Linked DNA regions of Gossypium hirsutum: region 1 is linked to region 2. A link is a contact called in public Hi-C data. All regions are on one chromosome and are shown on one strand. The core of a region is the stretch at or near the end of the contact, and the rest is flanking DNA. Distances in the headings are between cores, read along the strand shown.

Region 1 (6,956 bases), core at 2,635-5,134, 180 kb after region 2:
CATCAACCAACCCGCTTTAAAGTTTAGTTACTCATGTGAAAAATAAAGCTAATGAACATGAAAATGAAAAGCATGGAAGCCATTAAAGAAAAGCTTAAGAAAAATACAAAAGTTTGGATTTTTATGCAAAGTAACTTAAAGGAAATATAAAGAGAAGCATACAACATAAAAATCAAAAGTAAGAAACATAAAAGGAACAAACTTTAATAGATTTAAAGTAAAGGAAACTGAAATGCATTAAACTAAAGCTAAAAATATCATTACGACCAAGGTACAAGGCTTAAAAGTGCAAATAAGCCTAAGCTACAATGTTAACTAACTTAACTAACTACAAGAAGAAAGTATAGTAAAATAAACTCTAAAACTATGAAAGAACAAGAGAAAATAGAAACCCTAGAAAAACTGCATGAAAACTAAAAAAAACTAGAGAAAACTAAAGTTAAACTAGTCTAAAGTGGCCTCATTTCAGCCAAATTTTGACTGATATAAGCAATTATTCTAACCCAATTTTGTTGCCCAAAATACCCTTGAACGGGCCTTAAATGATTGGTGCTTCGGTTGGACAAGAACTATCCTTTGTTTCATTTTTGTCCTCTCACGATGTGGATATCGCGATACCCATAGGATGAGTGTCGCGACATCGTTGACAGTCTTGAAATAGGGGGTTGACAAAACTAGTGGATGTTGCGATACCTTAGGGTGGATATCCCAACATCACTGTGTGAAGTCTCCATCCTTAGGGCCTGTTGGAGGTATCGTGATTCCAAGGGTAGGATATCGCGATACCCTCTCCTTTGGTGAAGTTCTCACTCAATTTCGGCCTCCAACACTCAATCATATGTTAGGCCCCCCAATAATACTATTGGCCAATTTAGGTCTCAAAAACAAAAAAAATGAGGCATTTAAGCTTATTAACTAAAAACTTAAAAACTACGAAAAACTATAGAAAATATGCTACTTTACTCAAAAACAAGCTCCTCAAGTGTAATGGGGAAACGTAATTTATCATATCAAATTACAGCAGATCAAAACCCGACCAAAAAAGCCACAACTTGGGTTCCAGCACAATCAACTTTAGCAAATACACTTAATTGATTTATTTTTTGTCAATAAAGACTCAATTGAATGAAAAATTTCAATGAAAATTTAATTAATTGTTTTAATTTTAATGAGTTTTTTTTACCTTAAACTTATAATTTATAATTAATATAAATAAAGAGCAGGGTTTTTGAAAAGCGAAATGCTATAATTGTTAGTTTTTTCATTCAACTTTAAAAGACAATTTAGAAAACTAATTAGGCGGCTTGAAAAATGATTGTTTAATATTGCTTACGCGTAAAAAAATTAATGTCAAATTTATTAATCTTTAAACTCATACTTTGTTTCAAGAATAAAAAGTAAAAGTACTAATTAAAAAAGGATTATTATCCTGTTTATTTGTTTAACTATTTCCTTACACAGATAATATTATATTATATTATTATATCATAAGAAGATTAATGAAGCCTTCTATATTTCTGATACTCGTTTTCTTATTATATGAAGTTTCCTCTCTTGGCAATATTTTCCTCTCATTTAGTTGGCATTAATTTTGAAATAATTGAAGTATGATTCTTATCAAATAAATATGCATCATAACATACGGTATTCAGTGAAGGGTGCTTAATCATCTCAAGAATCATATACTAACAAGGAATTTAAGCTCATATATATATATATGAAGGGATCGGTGGAAGATGAAGATTCATGATAGTATATACTAGCTTGGAGCCTAGGGCTAAACAAAGCTTCAACAGCAAAGAAAGCTGTTACAGTTTAGTAGAAATTAACACCCCAATGGCCTAACTGAAACATTATAGAAATTAATGCACCGATCCATGCACAATCTACATATAAGAACTGGGCTATATGATATATATACTCCAAATATCACTCGCTATATATCAAAATCCATTGTTGGGCCTGCCGTTTGGTTACATTGAGAGGTGTTGATGATACTGTTGTTGGCGACGATATGCAGAAAAGGAGGTGCTGCTTTCACCCATATCTTGTTCAGGCTTATACTCTTCATCAATTTCTTCTTTTGCCACTTTCTCCATCCCAATGTATTCCACTGGCCTTTGCGATGATTGGAACTGCGACTGTGGATGAGACTCGCAGTAGCCGGAAGAAGCTTGCGGTGGTACAACTGATGGAAGCTTGGAAAGAAGGGCTTCAAGGCTGCTCATGGAAGGTGTTATTTTCATGGGCTGATTGAAGTGGTCGTAGAATTCAGGTGGTGGCGGTGGTGCAATTGTTGTCCCTGCTGGGAAATGCGCCCATGCTTCTGGTGTGCCATAGGCATCTACTTTGAAAGGGTAAGCAGAAGATGATGGGTGGGGCAAGAGTACTCCAGGAAGGCTTTCTATGTAGCTGAATTTCTTTCTCAGTAGAACTACATAACTCAGGTCTTCAATTACCTTTGAGTAACATAAATGAGAAAGAAAATGGAGATATATATGGTACTGTCAGGTGCATCACGATAGCAAACCAAATTGTGTGCTGTATGAACTTTAGAGAGAGAGAGAGAGAGAGAGAACCTTGTGAACAGCTCCTAGTTGCACAACACCTTCTCTAACTGCAATCAAGGCGATGGTCTGAAAAGATGTTCAATTCAAAGCAGGTAATTAGATCTACCTTAATTCTTGAGAGTTTTGTGATGTTGATATTGTGGTATACCTTTATTCCAGCCTGAAACTGTGCTTCCCATGTCCTAGGATGCTAGAGAAAACAAAGAAGATTTTGTGAGAAACGAGAGGAACCTGTAATCACCAAAGGGTGTAACTGTAAGCATGGATTGGACGGGCAAACATGTATGCTTACTGAGTCTGCAGAGTTATGCCATGCTGACAAGAAGTTGATTTCCTGCTCATTGGGTTCTTTGTATATCCACTTGTGACTGTGATCTGCAGCCACTTTTCCTATCAAACTGCCCACGTTAACAGATAAAAGGTCAGTTTACTTGAAATTAATATTACCAATTACCTAATAGCTTATACAAATTCTTACCCTTCTCCATAGTTGTAGATTTCATGTGACATCTTAAAGAAAAGCTCTGGTTGCAGTCCTTGATAATGTTGAAACTCACTGCTGCCATGGACTGAGGAACCATGACAGTCTCCGGAGTTTATTTCAGCTGCTGAGGCAGCAAAGTTGCAGAAACCATCTTCCCAAACTAATATCCTGCAATTTGTTCACTATCAACTGTAAGTAAGTTATAAAATATATGCATGGCATATTGTTTTCCATAAAGAAAAAAGAAACTGAAAACCTATACCAGTTTCTCCTGTTTCCTCTTGACCTGTCATAAGCTCCTTGGCCATCCCATCTATGATAAAAGTAATGGAAAAACAATTGTCTCAAAAAGGCATGAGAAAACCATAAATTAGTGAGAGATTATGACATCTGTGTGTTGTTTATCCATTGAATGAGTCAGATATGTTAGATCCTTTATCTTGGAAGAAAAGGAAACCTACTGCAGTACCCCTAAGGAGAAAGAAAAAGGAAAGCAGTATTAGTGTGTTTGTGTAATTTGGCTTTATGCTTAGCTTCCTTACTTGGGAGGTGGATAGTTTCTAGGTAAGATCCTCCAAAAGACTGCATAAACCCATTGAGAGTTCTCATGAATGCACAAGCTTCTTAGTGTGTGTTGAAGGAGATGAGTAACAGCTAATGGACTGAGATGTTCCTCCATCAAATTTCTTCACACTTTCTTTTAGACCCTCTCTTTCATTCTTTTCATTTTTTTTCCCTCCTCTCTACGGATATATCTTTCCTTAAAAGAAGGGAGAAGCCAGCATCTTAACCTCCTTTATATAAGCAAACCAACATGGAAATGTCACTTTTATACCTCTCTCTCTCTTTCTCTCTCTCTGTTACTGTATTGCATTTAATCATGCTTTAAATTTTACCAAAATGATTTTATGAGGCCCCACGATTTGCCCTTCTCGGTTCCCAACGGTTCTCCTTTATCAATCAACCCTCCGTTTTAAAAACAGCTCTCCTGTCCTGGTTGTATTTTCTCTTTCTACCCTTATCCCAATAAGGAAAATACCACTCTCAAACACAGACCAAACCTTATTCTTCTTATGCTAACATCATGAGTTTTGCCCCATTTCTGAGTATTTCTCTGAGGACCCATACACACATATCTCTCTTTCTATTCAACCCCAATGTTTTTTTTCCTTACCTATCTGACACATCTAGGTATAACCACTCATTTCAGTCCCAGGAACAACACTTACATTTCCACCATCTCTATTTATTCACTCAGTGTCGAGCTACTACGATCCATTGATTTCTTCTTCTTTAGCAGAGAATTTTTAAATGTTCATTTAGGTTACTTCTCTCACTTCCTCTCTCTCTCTCTCTCTCTCTCTCTCTCACTCTTTTCCCCCACCCCATTCTTTATCGCCATCATTTTGGTGCATCCAAGTGTCCCTCTATATGGGGCATATCAACAGCCAAATATGATCACACTTATTCCTTCGCTACTACATATATGAATGCAAGATTAAGAAGGTTTGATATAATATCAAAGATGTTCATGTATGTCTTGTGTATTTATTATATGTATTCTTGAATCTTAACTTGTATTCATGAATGAAAAGGAAGAAAGTGTGAGAGTTATAATTGATGAGATTTTCGGTTGTGATTGTGATATTTTATGATAGAAAAGTCAAATTTTGCTGCCAATCTCAATCCACATATGATAAGAATACGCATGGTTGATGCATTACGCCTGCATGACTTCTCAAATTGTCAAAGGTATGGCATTACCTGCCACATTCTTATAACGTGAAAGTATGTACAGATTGTGAGCATCAAAAAAATAAAGGACCCCACACTTGGAAGTGCTAGAGCACAAAAATCACATGATTCTATTCATTTTTTTGACAGATTTAATAAGTGGTCTGTTTGACTAGCTTGAGAGATGGAGACATTTTGTTGTAAATCTTGATGGATGGATGGATCACCTGGGAGGCTGTCAAGAAGAGGTCCTAAGGAAAGGGGTTTGATAATATAAGTTTAATACAGGGGTGTTTAAGAATAAAACAAATAAGTTGCAGCAATTAATATGGTAAATTGATCATCAGGGGGGAGAGCTGCTTTACAAACAGTTTTGTACACTTTGACATACACGGATATTGATGCAAAGATGTATGAGAGAACCAGTGTACTTTCTACTAGTAAGATTTTCATTAGTTTTGGGTCCTTTGGGATCTATCTTTCTCTTTCTCTCTCTGGGCTGCAGCTACATGATGACTAAAAGGAGCTTTCAGTGCTTTCAATTCACCTTCCTGACACCAAGAAAGTTTTGACAGACAATTATACTCTTGTATTTGACCGTCTGTTTATGACAAAATGAGATCATTAGCCCCTGTAATCATCCTCCAATTCACCACATTAATTATCATCAACCAACCGGCATTTCTCACCCCCTTTTTTTTCTTTGATAGCGACAGGCATGCCTATCTTCATATTCATATAGTTAATATATTCAGAATCCTATTAGACTCCTCCGAACGCAAAACTGTTGGTGTTATGGTTGTTGTTTAAAGTTGTGTAGGTCGTAAATGTACGGTCCCTTTGGCAAGGTGAAAACAGCAGTGTTGGGGACAGCCTCTGATGACTTGATGTCAGCAAAAGCCCAAGTGAAACTAGCTTGGATTTTACTGATATAATAAGAGGTGATTACTCTAGAAGCCATATTTATTTATAGCGATTCTTCTCCCTCTTACTTTTATACTAGTATATATGATATTATATTTCACCTTTTTCTTTTATTGTTGAATAGTTTGTGGAATAGTATTTTGGGAATAAGCTTAATAAGTATGGGAGACAAGAGTGGCACAAGAGTCTTGGTCAAGATAACAGGTGTTGAAGTACCCCATCCCTTTCTTCCATTGAGGAAATGGAATCTCTGCTCTCCCCATCCTTCCCAATGTCCCAATTTGCATTAAAAAAAAATATTTCAATTCTAAGAAACAACCAAAACAAGCAATAAATAATGACTGAAATTGTTTATATATATATGACAATGAAACACAATCCAATATTGCATACTTCAAAGCAGCCAAATATCCCTATTCTCCTACAATTCTTGCCTTGATGTTTAATGAAAATGAAGTTGGTATAGAGGGAGTCTAATTAATTTGATATTTGAATTTGGAATGTTGGATTTGTATATCATATAATAATATTAGAGGTACAGCTTTTGAGAAACATGGGTTATTGTTAAGAAGGGGGTTGGATGTTTGGTATCAATGATGTCCAAAGATCTAAATTTCAGTGTTTCTTGAAGTGATGAAATATCTTATCATCTAAACGGAACACTTTGTTTTCTACCTTTGTTGATCGATATAATAATAATACTCGTCAAAATATTACTATATTCATTTAATCCACATTTCCCGACATGGGGGGGTTTTGTCCAAGGAGGAGAAAACCTGCTACATCTTCCCAATCAATTGTGAATGATGCATGCATCTTCTATCTTCATGCATGACATGCTTATGTGCCCACATGCATGTTATGCCATGTTCTCCTTAGTAATTAATGTGGCCTTTTTTCCCCTACCCCAAAACCATATTGTTATCCCAATAATGCAATTTGCCTTAATCTGTACAGTTTCTCGTTCTAAACCTAGGGTTTTAATACAGTTTATTAGTCCAATCATTTTAAGCAATAAATGTCCTAGTTAAAACCTCCAACCAAAACTAGTGCTGAAGTGCCTAACCATATCACCACCATCATCAATATTTAAAATTTTAAATGTTTTACTAATTTAGTATCATAAGTTAATAAAATACCGATTCAATTATATAATTATTAAAATATCTTTTTATATACAAATCAAATTATATTTTTATGAGATATTTTTTTAATTTTTTATATAATAAATCAATAAAATTTTA
Region 2 (6,438 bases), core at 1,014-3,513:
TTAACTAACAGAATTCAACTTCTGTAACTTTTACGATTTAGTCCTTTTTACCTTATTAACCATTTAAACTTCAAAATTTCTTAATGAAACTTTAATACAACCCTAATATAATCCGTAGAATTTAAATAAATATTAAAATATTTATTCACTTGTCGGAATTGTGGTTCCGAAACCACTATTTTCGACACCACTAAAAACGGGTTGTTATAAAAAAATGTAAAGAAATATAAAATTCGTGAAAAAATATAAAAATTATCGTACCCAAATAAGCATTTTATAATTTTATATAACTTTTATTTATTTTTATTTTTATCATTTTTCGCCACATATCACGTTGTGTTGAGACATATGATGGCTTTAATTGGAAAAAAAACTAGGTGTCGTTAACTTTGATGACCAACAGTTAAATTTAATGGTTAAAGTGCCTTTTTGATACATTTTATAATTTTTTATGATTTTTATAAAATTTTACAATTTTTTATATATTTTTTACGATTTTTATAATTTTTATAATTTTTTTCTGTTTTTATATATTTTGAATTAAAATTTAATAATTTTTTATAACTTTTATTTAGTTTTATTTTTTATAATTTTTTTGCCACATATCTCACCATGGTTGTGACATAAGGTGGGTTTAATTAAAAAAAATTAGGGGCAATTAATTTTAATGGTCAACTGTTAAAGTTAATGGCCTAATGGTCTTTTTTATGTATTTTGACAGTTCAAGTACCCAATTAAGTGCAAAAAAAAGGGGTTTAACTGCTTTTTTTGAAAAAGTTTGAGAATTTTTTTGATGCATTTTGAAAGTTTAAGTACCTAATTGAGTGCAAAAAAAAGGGGGGCTAATTGCTGTTTTAGAAAAAATTTGAGAGTTTTTTACGCCCTTAAGCCATTTTTTTAATATTATTACTTATTTTCTACATTTTAATAAATATATTTAATATTGACTTTATCATAAATTTGTTTAAATTTAATATTATTTGAATTAATTTGAAATAATTCAATCTATTTTTTGGCATTATGACAAATTCTAATATGTATCCATTTTAGCCTTTTGGTCTTAATTTTTTTGAGATTACTTCGTTGATCAACCTTCAAAATTTATTTAAATTGCATTGTTTTGAAAGGAAATTTTTTTTAAACTGTTAAAATTTTAATAGCATCGAAGTGACAACTCAAATGGCAGTCTACATGTACTTATTGTTTACATGGAGAAATCTTTTAATTTTACTTAATTTTTTTGAACTGTTTAATAAATTTTAATAATGTTTTAAATTTTTATGAAATATATGTGAATTGCCACACTAATACTATTAAATTTTCATGATCTAGTAAACTTTTTCATCTAGAAAAATACAATTGAACTAAATTTTGAAGATTGAGAAGCAAAATAATCCAATAAAAAATAAAACAAAAAAAGAATAAAAAATTATCATCATATACTCTACTCTTTTTTCCCCCAAAAATTTTTATCAACCCAACCTAAAAAGCTATTCCAATTAAAACTTTCATAATAAAATTAATATTAATAGTTAAATTTAATTATAAAAAATATGTAAACTATATTAAAAAAAATTAATATGTTTTAAAATTAAAAAAAACTAGCTTATTTCAATCTCTTTAAATTCTATTTAAATGAAATTTTCTTTGAAAGATTACAAGTACAATCAAAGTATAAATACAAGTTTATGTTCAAGCAACCACATAGTGTAGAATCAAATTATTACAATACAAACGAAAAATTAGAAATAATATACAATTAATTAATTACTATAGACTAAGCACTAGAATAATCAAGAATAAAACTGATTAATTGAATAAAATTCATACATAATAATACATGGTGAAGTAAAATTTATACGTAATAATATATGGTGGAACTCAAAGATCTATACATATAATTTACAAGATGAATCTTGAACCTTGATAATCAAAATTCAAAATTTTCACTTTTGCCAACTATACCAAAACCTTATTAGTTTACCCAAATGAGAGATCCAAAATGTTTTCGCTCAGAGTAATTAACACGTCTACGAGGCATGTTGGCAAAAGTCGTAAGCAGGCACAGGCAGAGCTTGGATTTTGCCGTATTGTGTAGTAATTTTATGGCTCAGTTTTGGAAGTTTGTTGGTGGTGAAAGGCCGAAAAGGACCCTACAACTTTTCTGCAGTTAATTTGTGAAAGTGTTGGGGGCTTTGAGAGTGGAGACCTGCCGGCATCATGCCTGCCTCTGTCCTACGCCACTGCCCATCAAATTCGTACTGTAGTTTTCAGTTTTCGCACATAACATGAGATTGGGCCACTCCCTCAAAATTATACGATTCTCTAACGATCCACGGTATTTGCCATCCCACTAAAACCAATTTAACATAAAATAGCCGGTACTATAACGATAGACAAAATTTTTTTATTTTGATGTTGGCATGTATATATACATTTTCTTGTTTTTCGGTACTTTTCAAATATTTTTCATATATACATTTATATCCTAGTTTCAAATTTGTTAATAAATTATATTAGATACATATACAATTAAATTTTAATTACATAAGTATAAATGTGATTATATGTAAATATAAATTTTAAAATTTTTTCTACATTCAATAATTTAATTGTATTTTACTTTTAGATGTTATTATAAAAAGAATAAAAAATCAAGCGAAAATGAAAAAGAAATTAAATTTTTATTTATGTTCTGGACCATTTTACTAAAATGTTCATTTCCTACTTTATTTACGGAAATGAGCCACTTTAAACTTTATTTACCGGAATGAACCAAAAAACCCAAAACATGCCTACGTGGAAGCATTTTAAGAGGAAATCTCAGAAAAGCACGCTGACAGGAACACACTTTACCCCGTGTCAGCAAAAACACACTGACGTGGGTGCACATTTATCTTTTCTCAGATTAAATTTTCAAAAAAGTTCATTTTTTTAAATATTATAAAAATAGACTAATTTTTTTTAGAAATTTACGAGAATAAGCCTTTATAATGACCCAAAGTGGCAACACTATTTTTATTTTATTTTAAGGTATCACCAATTAATATGAAAATAAAACTTATAAAGCAAATCTTTATATAGACTCAAAGTCTCATTTCTCTTATTTTCTTAAGCAATGTGGGATATGAGATATGTGTATATATAGACTCATGAATAGGTTTACAGCTTGTTCCTAAATAATGTAGGATTCCTTCCTCTTTTGACTAACAACATAATATTAAAGGCTATGCTATATTTTATATTTTTTTACTTATAGAGTTTAAATTTTTTTACAAAAAGTTAACATTTGTTACATTATAAATAAAACTTTTAAACTCTATAAGTAAAAAATATATAAAATATAAAATGAGTATGGTAAAATATTTAAAAATAAATATTTAAAAAGGTACTAATAGTTGAGTGATCATTTTGTAAGTTTTTATAATTCGATAGCCAAAAAATCATAGTTAAGTGACTACTAATGTAATTTAATCTAGATATAAAAATATGAAAAATAACTATTAGATTTTATATATTATATATTTCTATAAAAAAATTTATTTAACATAATTATATATTATGTTTAAATAGGTTATCTATCTAGTCAAAATATATCTGAAATAAATTTATCAGCATTCACTAGGTGATGAAAATTAAATTAAAATTAGGATTAAAAAATTAATGAGTATAGTAAAATATTAAAAATAAATAAATATTTAAAAAAGATATATCAATTTTTTAAAATTACAAAAATAATACTATTTAAGTACCAAATACTCACCATTTATTTATTAATCAAACATTCATAAAATAAAATAAAATAAATAATAAAAAATTAAAAGTATAATTTCTAAATTTAAATAATAAAAATTTATTTTAAAAATTAGAATTGCATGGATATTAACTTCAAACATTTAAAATTGAATAGAAGATTATGCATGTACAAGTTTCATATGTGCAATTTATTCTTTTCTTTTAATAGTCCTTTTGTATATGCTAACAATTCTAAAATGGAACAAGATTAAAAATCTCAAAAGATAATTTTATACTATGAGAAAATGTTAACAAAATATAAAAAAAATAGAAATTGTTTTGTAAAAAAATTATAAAATATAGTGTAGCCTTTAATCTTATGTTGTTAGTTAAAAGAGGAAAGAATCCCACATTGTCTAGGAACAAGTTGAAAACCTATTCATGGCTCTATATATACACATATCTCACATCTCACATCTCACATTGCTTAAGAAAACAAGAAAAATGAGACTTTGGGTCTATATAAAGATCTATTTTATAAGTTTTATTTCCATATTAATTGGTGGCACCATAAAATAAAAAAAATGTTGTCACGTTGGGTCTTTATAAAGGCTTATTCTTGTAATTTTTTTTTAAAAAATTGGTCTATTTTTATAATATTCTAAAAAATTGATATTTTTTGAAAATTTAGTCTCAAAACGAGCAAAAGCATGTCCACATTAGCGTGTTTTTGTTGACACGGAGTATAGCGCATCTCCATTAGCGTGCTTTTATGAAATTTCCCCTTAAAATGCTTCCACATAAGTGCGTTTTAAGTTTTTTGGCCCATTCTAGTAAATAAAATTTAAAATGGCCCAATTTTATAAATAAAGTAAGAAATGGGCCTTTTTTAGTATAATGGTCTATGTTATGAATATTTTATTATTACACATCTTTTTACATTCTCTTTTTAATATTTATTTCATAACACGTTACCAACACAATAATTTTTCTTTTTTATGATTCCCTTTTTAAATATCGATGGGTTCATAAGATTTACTAATGAACCTTCATAATATATTATTTTTAAATGATTATTTAAATATATATTAATTATCGATTCAAAACATAAGTTTTTGTGATATTAGTCCCCTTTAAAGAAATCTTTGGGGGCATTTAGAAGTCTGTCTTATTAGATGTGTTGCATTCCTTGAAGTGAATGCAATTATAAAATTTTTTAATGAGCGTGATCCTAAAGACCATTGGTCATATACCTATCGTTTGCCCAAATATTTTGTTCAAAAAATGTTAATTTTCTTTGAGGAAGAACATATGTCTCGCTGATAATGTAACAATGAATACTTATAGATAAAAAAAGTATTTATCTTAATTGGTATTGAAATAAACCAATACTAATGTAATATTTGATAGTACAAAATTAGTTGAAAATTTTAGAAGAGCTAATTATTTGCTAGTTCAAAATTAGTTGAAAGCTCTAGAAGAGCTAATTATTTTGTAGTATAAAATTAGTTGAAAGCTCTAGAAGAGCTAATATATCAATATTTGAAGAAATAAAATTCGTGATGTTAATGCATAATCCTCTAGAGACATTCAATGTAATTGATCTCATATTGAGATTGTGAATGAGAAAAATACTATATTTGGTATGAATCACTCTTGTTATGAATATTTACCTATTTTTATTTTGAAAAGGATAAAGAAAGATTGAGTTGTTGAATTATATTTATCACTATTGTTGTTAAATTGATTTGACTATGATTATCTCTATGATCTTTTTTCATCATCTTCATGAAAGGTTGAAGCAGGATATTTGATTGTGAAAGATCCAATTGAATTATGAAATATTTTAAAAGAAATATATAAGTAACAAAATATGATAATTCTATCTAAATCTCATCATAATCGGATGCATATGAAGTTGCGATATTTTAAAATTGTGAATGAGTATAACTTTGTAGTATTGAATTCTCAATTAAAATTATATGGGGAGAACATTACTAGTCCAAAGAAACAAAGCAATAATTAATAATATGTTCTAGCAAGTATCAAAGAAATTATGTTTTAAAAGGATATAGGTTGTAACAAATATCATTTTGAGATTGTGGATGATAAGATGATTAGTTTCTATATATTAAATCTATTATATTGGGTAAGAATTTTGTATTGAAAAATTATCTTCTTTCCTCTAGTTTGTACTATGCATATGTTAGTATGGTCAAATCAAATGAGTTGGTAAAGTATAAGTTTACTAATCCAAATATACTAATTAGTTGGCATGATTGGTTATACCATTTTGATTAATAACAATGTGACAATATAAGAATTTAAATGAATATTTATTAAAGAACCTGAAGATTATTCATTTATCAAGTGTTGCTTGTTCTCAAAGAAGATTTATTCAACCTCCCTAGCAAAAGTTGAGATCGAATCTCTTACATTTCTGAAAGAAATATGGGCTCATTTATCCAACAAGTGAATATTTGATCTAATTTTGGTAGATGAATCTACAAGATAATCACATGTGAGTTATCAAATTGCAACCTCCAGTTTGCGAGATTACTTGTTTAATGGTTTGTTTAAGAACAAAACTTATAGATTATGCAATTAAGGCAATTATTACTAATGTTGGTGAGTTTATTTCTAAGGCTTTAAATGATTACTGTATGCTAGATTGTTAGTGCGAATAACTATTGCAAAACATGT

What was found. Hi-C and Micro-C count contacts between places; a contact is called where the count stands out from the background.
Region 1: a contact with region 2 is called in a Hi-C map of leaf, with 1.9 times the contacts expected there. The contact joins the promoter of LOC107909655 here to the enhancer-like site in region 2. A contact is called at or near these places in 3 of 34 Hi-C or Micro-C datasets (all in leaf).

What each region holds. Positions count from the first base shown.
Region 1 is chrD02:61,825,796-61,832,751 of Gossypium_hirsutum_v2.1, forward strand. LOC107909655 (protein RICE SALT SENSITIVE 3) reads right to left here and starts at 3,885. Exons shown (of 7, transcript XM_016837271.2): 1 at 3,597-3,885; 2 at 3,317-3,367; 3 at 3,049-3,222; 4 at 2,863-2,968; 5 at 2,719-2,760; 6 at 2,580-2,636; 7 at 1,687-2,459. The coding sequence starts at 3,733. The coding sequence ends at 1,974.
Region 2 is chrD02:61,645,553-61,651,990 of Gossypium_hirsutum_v2.1, forward strand. No RefSeq gene overlaps it. Among protein-coding and RNA genes, the nearest start is that of LOC121214999, 24 kb to the left of the region's middle. Within about 2 kb of position 2,264, at least 2 of the 9 cell types and tissues checked have an H3K27ac peak or open chromatin away from gene starts, as enhancers often do. A contact at or near this core is called in leaf, where this site is marked.